Linked DNA regions of Mus musculus: all the other regions are linked to region 1. Evidence: chromatin contacts called from public Micro-C and promoter capture Hi-C data. All regions are on one chromosome and are shown on one strand. The core of a region is the stretch at or near the end of the contact, and the rest is flanking DNA. Distances in the headings are between cores, read along the strand shown.

Evidence for each region. Promoter capture Hi-C pulls out the DNA fragments that hold promoters and counts their contacts. Hi-C and Micro-C count contacts between places; a contact is called where the count stands out from the background. Capture Hi-C pulls out chosen DNA fragments and counts their contacts.
Region 2: a promoter capture Hi-C map of adipose tissue shows a contact between it and region 1. The contact joins the promoter of Mtag2 here to the promoter of Syngr4 in region 1. A contact is called at or near these places in 5 of 39 promoter capture datasets (cranial neural crest, hematopoietic stem and progenitor cells, liver and 1 more) and 2 of 9 other capture datasets (adipose tissue and liver).
Region 3: a promoter capture Hi-C map of erythroid cells shows a contact between it and region 1, with 7 times the contacts expected there. The contact joins the promoter of Nosip here to the promoter of Syngr4 in region 1. A contact is called at or near these places in 4 of 39 promoter capture datasets (cranial neural crest, erythroid cells and liver) and 1 of 115 datasets of contacts at active chromatin or transcription factors (pancreatic cancer cells).
Region 4: a contact with region 1 is called in a Micro-C map of embryonic stem cells, with 6 times the contacts expected there. The contact joins the promoter of Slc6a16 here to the promoter of Syngr4 in region 1. A contact is called at or near these places in 1 of 39 promoter capture datasets (pre-B cells) and 1 of 484 Hi-C or Micro-C datasets (embryonic stem cells).

Annotation. Positions count from the first base shown.
Region 1 is chr7:45,894,956-45,897,992 of GRCm38.p6, forward strand. It overlaps Syngr4 (synaptogyrin 4), which reads right to left and starts at 1,756. Exons shown (of 5, transcript NM_021482.2): 1 at 1,653-1,756; 2 at 736-936. The coding sequence starts at 828. It overlaps Tmem143 (transmembrane protein 143), which reads left to right and starts at 2,114. Exons shown (of 8, transcript NM_144801.2): 1 at 2,114-2,146; 2 at 2,480-2,711. The coding sequence starts at 2,124.
Region 2 is chr7:45,364,116-45,367,512 of GRCm38.p6, forward strand. Mtag2 (metastasis associated gene 2) reads left to right here and starts at 2,046. Exons shown (of 2, transcript NR_015480.2): 1 at 2,046-2,159; 2 at 3,261-3,397. Ppfia3 (protein tyrosine phosphatase, receptor type, f polypeptide (PTPRF), interacting protein (liprin), alpha 3) reads right to left here and starts at 2,904. Exons shown (of 30, transcript NM_029741.2): 1 at 2,544-2,904.
Region 3 is chr7:45,060,957-45,064,452 of GRCm38.p6, forward strand. Nosip (nitric oxide synthase interacting protein) reads left to right here and starts at 1,473. Exons shown (of 9, transcript NM_025533.3): 1 at 1,473-1,575. Prrg2 (proline-rich Gla (G-carboxyglutamic acid) polypeptide 2) reads right to left here and starts at 696. Exons shown (of 7, transcript NM_022999.1): 1 at 632-696.
Region 4 is chr7:45,238,813-45,242,216 of GRCm38.p6, forward strand. It overlaps Slc6a16 (solute carrier family 6, member 16), which reads left to right and starts at 1,941. Exons shown (of 13, transcript NM_001324535.1): 1 at 1,941-2,491. It overlaps Cd37 (CD37 antigen), which reads right to left and starts at 27. Exons shown (of 8, transcript NM_007645.4): 1 at 1-27.

The sequences.
Region 1 (3,037 bases), core at 506-3,005:
GGTGCTTGTGGTCCTCCCAGATCTATGCTTTTTTAAAAAAATAGATCTAGTCCCTGTTCACCCCTCCCCTACCTGAGAAATAGAAAATGGATGGGTCCTAGCATCTCCTAGAACCGAGTGGTGCTTCCCCCCTTTTGTGTTAACCTTAATGGATGCTGTCCCATGGAACTTCCTGGCATGGTGAAGTGGCCTGAATCTATGCTGTCCAACTGGAGACTCATAAGGCACCTTTGGCAACTAAGCCCCTGAAATATGGCCACCATGATTGCAGAGCAGCCCATTTGAATCCCATTTGATGAGTTGGAATTGGAGTAGCACCCGTGGCTTGTGGCTACTCCACTGGACAAGCAGTCTTCAAACACTGATGCCATTTATCAAAATTATGGGGTTTTTTGGGGGGGTGGCTTTACTTTTCTTCGCCTTTGAAAGGGTTCTTTTTCACTTTTTCCATTTTCTTACACTGTAACCCAGGCTGGCCTCAAACCTATGTCAATCCTCCTACCTCAGTCTTTTATGTGCTGGTGTGACAGATTTGAGAGGCCCTTTGAGGAGCCCCAGGTTTGAGGGGCTCTTTCTTGTGATGACTCGGTTGATGCTGACAGTGGCTAGTGACCAGATACTCAGTAAAAGGTGGCTTCAGTTTTGGGCTCCTGTCTGCTTCTCTCCCTCTCTGACCACACTGACCCCTTGCCCTCTTCCTGGATGTCGCCTGTGTCCTGACCCCTGGGGTCTCACCCCTCCGAAGATCCTTGAGATGCTCTTTGGTCTCCTCAGAAAGCGCACAGTCTCATTGTCTGCCAGGTCGTGGAGGCTTTCAGGGAGGTGCATAGTGGCTGCTCTTCTTTGGGTGTCCCGGGAGGTAGGGGCAGGGGTGTTGGGTGCTGCTTTCTGGGCACCACTTCCTGTGTGCCTCAGACCCACCTCAAGGCTCAGCTACTGCAAGAAAAGAGGAATGGGAATGTCAGAGTAAAAGTGCTGGGAGTGGGGAGTACTGGCCCTTCCTTTGTGGGGATGGATAGGCTGAGGGGCTGTTAGGAGCCCTAGGAACAGAGGGGGTGGGCTGAAGGGGCTGGCTGCTCCCGTTTTCAGTTGTCAGGAATATGGGGTGAGAAACTGCTGGGTGGTCTTAGGTGCTGGAGATGAGACATGATAGGGTATGTGGGAGGTTCTGGAAATGGGAGCACGGCTGGAAGGCTGCTTCGGGGTTCCAGAAGTTGGAAATGTAGGCTGATGGGCTATTGGAGGTTTCAGGTGCTGATAAGGGGCCAGAGGGTTCTGAGGGCCCTAGATTTTGGGAATACAGGATGAGGGTGATAAGGGGTGGCAGGTCTGCTGGGCCCTCAGAGTGGGGTCAATAGGGGGACTGTAGACTGGTCCTTGAGGGAATGCAGCTACCCTAGGTATAGAAGACCACGTAGAGCCCAGCAATATTTGAGGTGTTCCCTAACTTGGGTCATTTTCCGTAACACCAGGCTTGCTTAGGCTTCAGCTCTGTTTCAGGATGACATATTGTCTTAAGACTGAAGCCTCAGAAACCAGCTGCCACTCGGTATGAGAGTCATGGCAACCTCCTTAGACTAGGGGCTTCCCTTCTAAGGACCTGGGGGCGGAAGTGCTGAGACCCCAAGGGGACGCTGGCTGAAGAGAACCACCTCTTCTCCGAGGGCCGAGGACCTGCGTTCCTCTTCTGCCTGCCTGGCTTCCTCTCCTGGTCCCGGGAGCCACCTCTAGCCTCTTTTTGGTTCCTCTTTTTCCCGCCTTTTCTGTCCTCTACAGATGATTGGCTGCAGCCAAGTCCCGCCCCTTTCCTTTCCGCCTATCCGAACTGACTATGGAAAGGGCGTGGTCTCGGCGGACGTTGGGCGGGTCGCCGTTGGCCGGGCGCGCGCGAGGGCCCGACCCAGCTCCAAATAGCGGACCACACGTCTTCAGCGCGTGCGCATTACCTTTAAAAAAAAAAAAAAAAAAAAAAAAAAAAAAGGACTAGCGATGAGGCATGCGCAGTTGAGATAAAGGCTATTAAATGGTTTCAAGCGGCTCAGGCTGTGCGCATGCGCCTTACTGCTTGCTGAAGCCAATCCTCTGGGCCTAGGACCTCTTACTGCACATGCGCAGAAGGCTCAATGACAGTCGCGCGTTGGTTAAGGTGAGGGCAGGGTGGGGGATTGCATGGCCCAGGAAGGACGGCCCAGCACCCGCTATTAACTTTTCCTAGTTTTTCAACACTCCTGAGCTCCACCTCATTGTTTAAGCTTCTCAGAGACCATTTGTACCGCTTCAGGGTCCCTGGGCCTGCAAGATACTCCAAACTACGACCTCTGACCCTATTCCGGAGCCAACCTAAATGTGCAGTGTAGAAGGAACCGGAAAGGGATTAGAGGGAGGGAGACTGGCCAGGAACTGTCCCCGAAGGGAGGGGTGTGTGGAGGTACTACCTCCAACTGACCTTTGACATCCCCCTTCATTTGCTTATGTTTAGGCTCTGGGAAAGGGGGCAGGCCATGTTGCATGTGACCTGGGGGTCCAAGGTCCGACTATGGTCCCTGGTGCCTGCTCTCCTCGGGACTCCCCGAGCTCTGTCGTCCCTGGAGAACAGGATGGGGGTGTACCGCAAGATGTGGAACCCCAAGGAGCCCTGCGACTGGGCCCAGCAGTACCGCGAGCGCTTCATTCCATTCTCCAAGGAGCAGCTGCTCCGCCTCCTGATACAGGTACCGCCCATCAGTGGTCTAAGGACCTAGAGACTACAGTTTCCAGCCGACCTCGCGACTGCACCACTATACCTGCTTTTGAGGTCTGCGCTAGCGCCCTCCTGGGAGTGTAGTTTCTGGTCCCTTTGGCGTTCCTAGTGGGTTCGAGAAAGTTGGAATGCAGGGGCTAGAAAGAACTCCAAGATGAGATGCCTAAAGATCTCTGGACTTGGGCTTCTTCTGGGGCCTTGAACAGGCACACTGGGACATAAGTTTTTCCCTTGAAATAGATGTAACTATCATCCTCATAATTCCTTTCTAGTACATAATAAATTTGTATCTGCAAA
Region 2 (3,397 bases), core at 796-3,295, 530 kb before region 1:
AGGCCAGCATCTAGAACAGGCTCAGAATGCCAGGGCAGCAGATGGAGCTGGAAGCCTCTGACCCAGCTGGGAACAAGACTGACACCAAAGCTAAGGCCACAGTAAGGAAAGGCAGAAGCTGCAGACAGGGATCTAGAACCCGAGGCTTCATAAGATAAGCAGAACACGGCTCTGGAAACTTCCAGGTTTAAGATTGTGTAAGCTATGGGGGGCTGGAGAGATGGCACAATGATTAATAGCACTGACTACTCTGCAAGAGGACCTGTGTTCAATTCCTAACACTTACCTGGCAGCTCACAATGGTCTAATTCCAGTTCCAGAGGACCTGGCACCCTTGCATAAACATATATGCAGACAAAACACTAATGCACATAAAATAAAAATAATTAATTAATTAAAAAAAAGACTGTGCACACTAGAGTTCCAAAGAATACTAGACTATTTAATTGAAAATGACACATTCTGCAAGTTAGAATATCCTGGGAAGAAGGGAATCTAGAACATCAGCAGACGTGGCCCGAACATAAAACACATCTACAATGGAAACTCAGCAGATACTAGTCTTTAAGGGTGGGCATAAAGTGAGCCCTTTTTGTAATTGGTCAAGTGCTAGTAATTGAAGCCTGGCCTTTGTGCATGTGAGGTAAGTGCTCTGCCCCAGCAACAACCCCAGCCCCTGTAGCTAGAAATATAGGGCATGTCTGAGGAGAGGCCTGAGAGCAGAGAATGGCTTAGGCATGTTGTCTAGATATTGGTAAAGACCAAAAAAGAAAAAGAAGGAAGGGGAAGAGGAGAAGAATAAATAGAAGAAAAAGAGGATGAAGAGGAGGAGGAAAAATGTAGACAACATAGTGAGTTCTAATCCAGCCTGGGACGCATGGCAAAATCCTGCCACTGGGGATGGGAAAGGAGCAAGTAAAAAAAAAGACATGCTTAGAAGTTAGTTCATGGCCTTGAAGTGGATCACATGCCTTGGTGAGGACGGAACAGGCACATCATCTGGAAATGTTCTGGAACTTAGGATCTTGAACATAACACAGGGAAAGGACACATTTTTAACTAGAAGTGCAGAAAGACAGCTGCCTGGTTCCAAATAACCTCGTGAACCTTGATCCCAAAACACACCTGGAGGAAAGGATGGCTGTTTGGTACTTGGAGTATGAGACATCAGATATTACCATATGGGTCTCTAGAGGCAATGAGATGCCAGAAATATCCAGCTTTGGGGGAGAGGAGACTCTGCAAGTCTAGCACCTGAGATGATAGAGCAGATGATAAGTGCTCGTTAAAGCCATGGGAGATGTGAAGTTGAGGCCACCAAGACATGAAGATGGGAGTGGAATGCAGAGCCAAGGTCCAGACTTTTGAATCTACCTAGGGGTGAAGAAACTTAGAGCCTGACTGTTTGGTGGGAGTGTAAGCCTGGGTGGGTGGTCTGATGGACAGGACACTCACCACTGTCAGAGATTCTGGGTCCCTGAGATGAGTGTTTGTTCAGGTGGAGGTTATAAGATGGGGGTGAGACACTTAGATCTCCAAGGGGGAGTGAGGACAGAAGCAGAGGAATTGCATTCCAGGTCTTTGAAAAGAAGTCATGGCGCCTGAGTCTATAAGGCAGCAAGCAGGTGCTGGTGTACCAAGAGGCTGGTCATATTTGTCTGCGGAGGGCAGGGGGGAGCTGTTAAAGTAGGTGCTAAGTGGGGAGGTGGGGGCAAAGGCTAGGAAACTGGATTCCCCGGGTGCTGAATAAGGTGACAGTGATTAGTCAGGGCCAGCAGATATATGGACACTAACAGCTTTTCAGAACCAGGTGGGAGCGGGAGGCTCCATGCCAAGGTTTCTAAGTGGCCTGGGCAGGGACATTCACAAGCTCTATGTAAGTGAAGCAGCTAGAGTCCCAGAAAGCTAGAGTGCCTAAAGATGGGCCTGAGAGCCCTGCGGCCCATCTGGGAGGGGGGCGCCGGGGAACCCCAGGTCAAAGGCGCGGTGAGGGGGAGGAATCCCCACACCACCTGCACCCCCCTCCTCCCTAGCGGCCGTGGAAGGAGATGGGGGAGGCGAGGCTACCGAGAGCTGACCATGGACAGCTCCGGCGCGGGCCTGTGTCCAGGGCGAGCCGGCCTGGACCGAGGAACGTCTCCGGTTGATTCAACCAGAAGGTGGGGGACGCAAATGGGGGAACGATTTGGACGCAATGGAGGAAGCCCCACAGCGGTGACCAGGGTCTGGAGCTCCCAGGACTGGGCCCAGAGGATGGATCTAGACTGAGGGATCCCCTGGGCTGAGCTGAGGGATCCAGGCTTCTGGGCCCTGGAGGAGGCACAAGGAGGTAGCCCGCCTGAGATACTAGGGTTCGGCGGGGCACTCTCAGCTCCGGGAAGGGACACGCCTGGGTCTCTTGGGTTGGCTTGTGAAATCTGGACTCTGGGTTCCCTTGGGATGAAGATGGGAATGTAGGATTTCGGGCAAGCTGGTCGGAAACGCTAGCCCAGGGGTCCCCAGGGTGGGCGCTGCCGGGCAAGCTGGGCCGGGCTCTTACCTACCTGGTCCGCGACGACTGCGGGAGGAGCTGGGCTGCAGGAGGGACGCGGGGTGGGGTAGGGGCACCGGGCGGGGCCCCTGGCGGCGGCCGGGGCCCGGATCTGGAGCTCTGGAACCCTGTCTACGCCGCTAGCGCGGGCTCAGCGTCTCTTGCTCCGGCTCCAGCGCTGGGGACCCCCCTCCCCCTCACGGTCTCACAGCCTTCTTACTCCCTAAAATAGCCCCCTGCCCTTGTCACCGTACAGCCTCCCCCCGCGAGGCCGCAGTCGCCAGATCCAGGGGTGCCCACCAGCGCCCCCCCAAATCCCACCTTCTCCCCCCCCAAAAAATTCTCCTCCCTCCCCCTCCCCCCCCACAGATCCCGGGCGGTCGTGGCCCCTTTAACAGAAGACTGACGGACGGTGCTGAATGGCCAATGAGAATTGGCCTCCGTGCCGGCCGGCGACCAGACCCCGCCTCCACATCGGGAGGGAGGGGCCGCGCGGGCGGAGAGCTGGGGGCGGGACTCATGGTGCAGCGACCAATAGGCATGCAGCGTGCGGCGGCCTGGGAGGGAGGCGGAGCCCGGCAGAGGATGATGTCACCTGAATCTAGTAGCGCGCAGCATGGAACGCGAGTCGCGACCCCGGGTCCCCACGGCGGCGCGCGTCTCACGGGACACGAGGGTTGGGCGGCGGGATAGGAATTCAACATTCAAGGTGGGATTTTTTTTTTTTAAGACAAGGGCGGCTCCCGGAAGGATGTGCTCGGTTGGAAGGTGAGGCAAGTGGACGACGGGTGGCGAGTGCGTGTTACTCTGCACCCCTGCGCCCGTCTAGGGTACTGCATGCGCCCCACCAACCCGACTCCTACGCAG
Region 3 (3,496 bases), core at 223-2,722, 830 kb before region 1:
AACTCAGGACTTTATCAAGACAGGGTTTCTCTGTCTGTGTAGCCCTGGCTGTCCTGGAACTCACTCTGTAGAGCAGGCTGGCCTCAAACTCAGAACTCTGCCTGCCTCTGCCTCCCAAGCGCTGGGATTAAAGGTGTGCCACCACTGCCTGGCTCATCTTAATTTTCAAGCCAGTCCTATTACTCCTGCCATTTTTATAGGTGAAGAACGTGTTACCAGGTAGTAAAGTCATTTGCCTATTGTACCAGGTTTTCGAATGTCAGAGGAGGACTTTGGAGGTGACAATGATAAGCACACAGTTGCTGAGGCTTGCTTTCTCTACCTATCACAAACCTGACAACACACAGTAGGCATTTAAACAAGCTCATCATCAACCCTCTTCCCTTCCAGCCCAGCAGATTACATTCCAAGTCAGCCTCCCTCTACCTGTTGCCTCATCGAGCCTCAGAGATCAGAGACTACACGACAGATCAGGTCGTATATTTCTAGGTCTTGAAGGCTTGAGGAGACAGAGCCCTGGGGATCCACAGCCTAGAGCTTGGGTCCCAAGTTTCTAGATCCCAATAACGTGGGGAATCAGGACACCAGATCCTCTGCCCAGGAGTTTCTCGGGGAGCATGCACCCACTTACCTGGCCAGGGCTGGGAGCTCTGCCTCTCTTCTTTAACGAAGGCCCTCTGGGTCAGAGTAGCCAGCTGTGCAAAGGGGTAGGCAAGAGGGGAGGGGAGGAGAGGAGGGGAGCTCCTCCTGGGTTACTAGGCCCGAGCCGGCTACTGGCGAGGGGGCGGGGCTACTGATTACCTTCTTTGGGAGGGACTCAGGTAAGGGACAAAGTACTTAAAGGGACCATAGGATCAAGGTCTTCAGTGCCACGGCCCCACACAGAAGAAACAAGGCTTTCCGACACCATGGAGGGATCTAGGGGGCTTTATTAGAGTCTCCTCTTCCCTACTTGTCCAGCCCGAGTCTCTCTCTACAGACGACTTGGCAGAGCCAGGAAAATAAATCTTAGGTCTCAAGAGATCTACACACTGGTGGGAAGGGAATTCTTTGGTTCCTAGAATAACTGGGCGGTACCACAATAAATCTGTTTCCTGAGGATAACTTGAACAGTTTAGTCTCGAGATCTTTGAAAATTGTTTTTTCTATAATAGGGGAAAGAGTTCTCACTTATCGACTCTTAAGATGCAATGGGGGAAAAAATAAGTAATATATTTGGGGAACTGGATATCAGTCTCTTCGGGTGACAGAGTTAAGTCTCCAAACTCAAACTTGAAGAGACTCAAAGCAACTGCCCCGCTCTGGGTAATGCCTAGAACAGGCTAGGGTGTCTCCCAGAGTCAAACCACTTTCGCTCACCGGAACCTTCGAGTAGTCACTCACGTTTCCGGGGGGATGGAAGAGAAGAAGAAAGCACTTACCAAGCCAGGCGAAGCGCCTCCGCGACTAGGGGCAGAATTATTTCCGGTCTCCTCCTGTCGGGCGGAAGTAGGAGGAGTAGAGTTTAAAAACAGTACTCTTTTTCCGGTTCGGGACGTAGTTGAAGCAACGACAAGCCGGATAACCGCTCTTGAGGTAAGCTGCAGGCGGTGAGGGGTCGCGTCGCCAAGTTTCCTTCTTGTGGGAGAAATTTGCAGTTCTGAGGGAGGTAGGATAAGGTTTCGCACTCCGAATCCCTGTCAATCATTAACAGCGCTCTTGAACGCCTAGGTTGGAAGACGAACTACATTTCCCAGGATGCCTTGTACTGTCTCCCTCATCCTGGCTGGTTGTAGAAAATGTAGTTCCGCAGTAGAGGAGTGATGCGGACCAAGTGAGGGGGAACTTGGGGTTCCCTGTGTTAGTGAGAGTTGAGGTCGGATTTCTAGACAATGGTGAGGAGGGGAATGAGCAGTAGTGGTTTGGACCCTTGAAGGTTCCTTGAAGCAATTAAAATATTTTATTCTGCTTGAGACCGAGTCTCAGTATGTAGCCCTTGCTGTTATAGAACTCGCTATGTAGTTAGCCTCAAACTCACAAAGATCCGCCAACCTCTGCCGCCCAAGTGTTGAGATTAAAAGTGTGCACCACCACACCTAGCACTTATTACCCCCCCCCCCCCGCCCCATTGTTCGTTTTTGTTTTTTGGCTTTTCGAGACAGGGTTTCTCTGTGTAGCTCTGGCTGTCCTGGAACTAGCTCTGTAGACCAGGCTGGCCTCCAACTCAGAAATCCGCCTGCCTCTGACTCCCAAGTGCTGGGATTAAAGGCGTGCGCCACCACCCCAACGATTATTGTATTTTTTTGAGGCAAGGTGACATGTAGTCCAGGCTGCATCGAATTTCACTAAATATCTCTAAGGAGATTAAGATTTATTAGCTGGGCAGTGGCAAAAAAAAAAAGATTTATTTAAAGTAACGAGGGGGGGGATGGGTGGGATTAGGGTGCATGATGTAAAATTCACAAAGAACGTAGGACATTTGAAAGCCCCCAGAAGGAGATTTATTTAAAGGGGTATGGTAGACACATCTTTGATCCCAGAACTGGGCGCAGAGGTAGATGGATTTTCCTGAGTTTGAGACCAGCCAGGGCTACATAGTGAGACACTATCCTGAAAAGAAAAGGAAAGGAAAAGAAAAGAAATGCTTTCCTTTTATTTTATGTAAACGAGGGTTTTGCCTGTTTTTATGATTGTGCACTCCATGTGAATGCACTGTCTACAGAGCCCAGAAGGCCATTAGGTCCCCTAGAACTGGAGTTGTGAACTGCCATGTGTGTGTTAGGTATCAAACCCAGGTCCTTTGGAAGAACAGCCAGTGCTTTTAGCCACTGCCTCATCTCTCCAGCTTCTTAATTTGTTTTTTGTTTTTTTTGTTTGTTTTTTGTTTTGTTTTGTTTTGTTTTGTTTCTTGAGATGCACAACCTGGTACTGAAATTAAAGGCATGCAGTCCCCACTCCTGGCTCATGTTCTTATTTTCAATGAGGTTTATTGGGATATAATTTCACATACTGTATACTTTACCCACTTAGAGCAAACAATTCAGTGGTTTGTAGTATACGCCCAGAATTGTACTGACATCACCACTAACAATTTTAGAGCATGTTCTCTGGGTGTGGTACCACACCTGCACTCCCCTCAGTCCTGAGGAATTGAATGCCTTCTGGCCTCCAAGGGCAGCAGGCAGTAAGCTGCTTCAGAGATGTAATTACTCAGTAGGTAGAGGCTGAACAATCAACAGTTCAAGGTCATCCTCAGATGCATAGAGAATCCGAGGCCTGGACTACATGAACTACCCTCTCAAACTGGACATGGTTAACACCCCCTAAGAAAGATCTTGTCCCACATTCTTTGCCACTTAGTCTTTCTCACCCCCAGTTCTTGGCAGTCTCTAAACTCGTATGCATTTGCCTAATCGGCTGGGCTTTTGTGACTGGCTTCTCTCCCGCACTGTGTTGTTTCTAGGTCTGTCCCTGTTATGGCCTGTTTGCAGATGAACAGTCTGTTGTATGAGATATG
Region 4 (3,404 bases), core at 691-3,190, 660 kb before region 1:
AGAAAGACAGAGACTGAGAGGCACAAAGGAAACCGGCAGAGAAAGAGGAAGTTCCGGGGGGGTGGAGCTCCACCCCGCCCTGTTCATTTAGTGACTGTCAGCGGGGGCCCTATCTTCTTCAGGGTTCCATCGAGTGCACAGCAGTACCTGAGGGTCCTTGGAATATGTGGGTGCCAGGGACACAATGGGTTCCTCGCAGGTGTCCATAGCTCAGGCAGGGCGCACAGGGGCTTCTGATGGACTTCCACTCACGTGGGTCCTGGGACTTCAAGGTTGTTTCTGCAGAGTTCAACCTCACAGACACTCTGACCTCACTGGCTACTGGCTCCGCCCCCTGCACCCTGTGATCTTCTGCTTAGCACCCATTAGCCTCGAGCCACCGCGCTGTCTCTGCCTCTCTGTCTCTGTCTCTCTGGGCCTTTGCGGTCTCTGTCCTGTGTGTCTCTTTCCCTGGGTCTCTCTCTTTGCTCTCTTTCTTCTAGAGCAGGTGCTCCGATGTGCTTGGGGGCCAGGGTTGGACCCCTGGGGAAGTGAAAGGGCTGCAGAGGAGGTGTGACAGTCCCAGGAGTGAGGAGGGCAGCGAGGCAGTGCCTGAATATCCGGTGGAGGAAGTGAACCTCAGATGGCACTTCCTACCTCTGCGGAGAAACCTGAGGGGAGGAGGCCCCAGAAAAGCCAGGCACTGGAGTGGGGGTCACTTGAGCATACCTAGCATCTTCAAAGTTTCCTATGATGTGCCCAGAAAGAAGTCCCTGACACTTGTCAAGTCCCCAGTTCCTCACAGATTTCTAATGTGGGAAGTTCCTATCACCTATCTACCCAAAGCCTAGTTCTCTGGGACAGCAGCTGCCTTCTGAGACATGTCTCATCTATTTTCTTTCTGTATGTGTATTTGTATGTGTTAGTGTGTGTGTGTGTGTGTGTGTGTGTGTGTGTGTGTGTGTGCGCGCGCGCGCCTTTGGAGGCCAGAGGACAACATTGGAAGCTGTTCATCTTTTTTTAAAAAAATTTTAACGATGTGTGTGTGTGTGTATGTCTGCGCCACATGGTGCTTATAGAGGGCAGAAGATAGATAAATTTTCGGGACTGGGCCTCTCCTGCCACAGGCTGTGCTCCAAGGCAGGTTCTGCCATCTCCAATAAGCCAAGTAAAAGAACCAAATTTCTAGAGGAAACAGAAAAAGGTTTACACACAGTGTGGTCACATTTAGAAGGGCACAAAGCGATCTGGTGATCCCCTTCAATTCATTTTTGGGGTCCCTCACTGAGACTGAGGTGTAAATAGAAGGCTAATGTTATGCATGTCTATGCAGTCCACCATGCGGTCCTACCCACCACTGACCCACCATCGTCTGGGCTTCAACCTCAACCTGTGGTCGCCCAAGCTCTTAGAGCCGTGTGAAATCCTATTCAGGGACACGCTAACCATTGGTTGGCATCTTTTCCCTTTCCCAGCATGAGATTCCTAGGGGGAGATTCCCCTTTCTTTGTGCTTCATTGTCCCAATAATCGGACAGATAGGTTGAGACACTTAGCTTATCTTCCCTTCCTCCTGTGGGGTCTGGGATGGAACACCGTTTGGTGGCACATCTGGGCCTCTCATTTGCCAGTTTTTAATTCTTATCTGCTGTCCTTAAAATCCCTAATTGGCCTTTGTGTGTGTGTGTGTGTGTGTGTGTGTGTGTGTGTGTGTGTGTGTGTGTGTTTATTTTGCTCCTGAAAGGGAGGCGTTTAGTAATTAACAGTGGTTTGAAATCAACACGGAATAATTGTGAAGATTAAGTCTTTGCACCATTTCTGCCTGTGGCATCAAGGAATCAAAGCACTGGGGTCACACAGGGGTGGAAGGCTGCGCCCAGAGGCAAAGGCGCTGCGGCGCACGCGCAGTCAGAAGCTGCGAGCACGTGTATGTGCACGCGCACCGGAAGCGCCACAGCAAACTCCTTCGCGTGGGTAGAGGAAGGAGGCGAGACGGGAGCAATAGCGCAGAGACACAGAAAGGGCAGGGAAGGCCTCGTGGGTTCACGATGTGGGAACTGCCTTCCAGGGGGCCGGAGGGCCTGGGGAGGTCGCTAAGCTTCCATGCCGAGGCCTCCCGGACCTTTTCACCCAGACAGCCGCTGGAGAGTTCAGCGGGGATCTCGAGGCCCGGGCGGTGAGACCGACGGGGCGGCCATTGTGCTGCCCCAGGCTCTCCACAGGACGCCAGGAAGGAGGGAGGGAGGGGGGAGTCGCGAGGTCAAGGTCACCGTGCCCCCTCTCCGTCAGAACCCGGAAAACTGCCTCCTCGCTCCTCGGCTGCGCCTGCCTGAGGCCAGGCCTGAGAGTCAACCTCCCGCAACTCTTGACGGCTGCTCTATTGGGAAGGCGCCTAAGAGGCGGCAACCCGACCCGGCTTCATTTCCCGCCCGCTAGGGACAGCCACCTCCTGTTCGGAGGACTCAGGACACCAGCTTGCTTTCCCTTCTGAGGCCATAGTTCCAGGGAAGGAGGTAAAGTGAGCACAGGGGGCGTTTCCGAGGAGGCTCCTAGGGACCTGTGACAGCCACGGGCTCAGTCCTGGGGTCGGAGGGTTCAGGAGTGGCTGGGGCTGGAGCTCAGTTAGAGATCACTTGCCTAGCAGGGACAAGGCCCAAGTCCAAGTACTGACCGGAGAAATGAATACATTAAACGAGGAATCAAATCCAGCGCTCAGTTCTGCAACTGAAAGTTCCAGTTGACCGGATTGTCCAGAAAACTGTTTTCACTTCTGCTTGTTTTTAAACAAGTTCTAGTTAGGCAAATCGATCTCCTTTCACACAACTTGCCTGTTATTAAATTGTTACTATTGTCCGATGGACTACAGAGTCAGGGACAACACTATCAAAGTTTGAGATTTTTGACTTATTGTATTTGAAGAGATGACTCATTTATTTTGATATGGGCAAAATACCTAGTTGTGAAGTTTTGTGTGCCGCAGGTAAACCTCTACTTCCTCACCATGCCTATCTTTGAAAAGTTATTGCGGTCTAGTGATTGACTGATCGTTTAGATATGAGTCTCTGGTGCGTGTGCCCTGACATGTGTGGGGGTCAGAAGACAACTTGTGGGAGTTAGTTCTCTCTTGTCTTCATGTGGAGAACAGGATGGAATGTAGGTCATCAGAACTGGCAGCAAGTGCTTTTACCCACTGAGCCATCTTGTTGGCCTCAACTTGATTAGCTTTTGAGACAGGGTCTCAACTAGCCCAGGCTGGCCTAGAACACGTTGTGTGGTCAAGGATAACAAAGGACTTTATTCAAGTCCTCTCATCTCTACTTCCCAAGGACTGTGATTTCTGTCACAGGCCATCAAAACTCCTCTAATGAGATACTGGGGGTGAAACCTAGGGCCCTGTGCATTCAGGGCAAGCATTCAACCAAACGA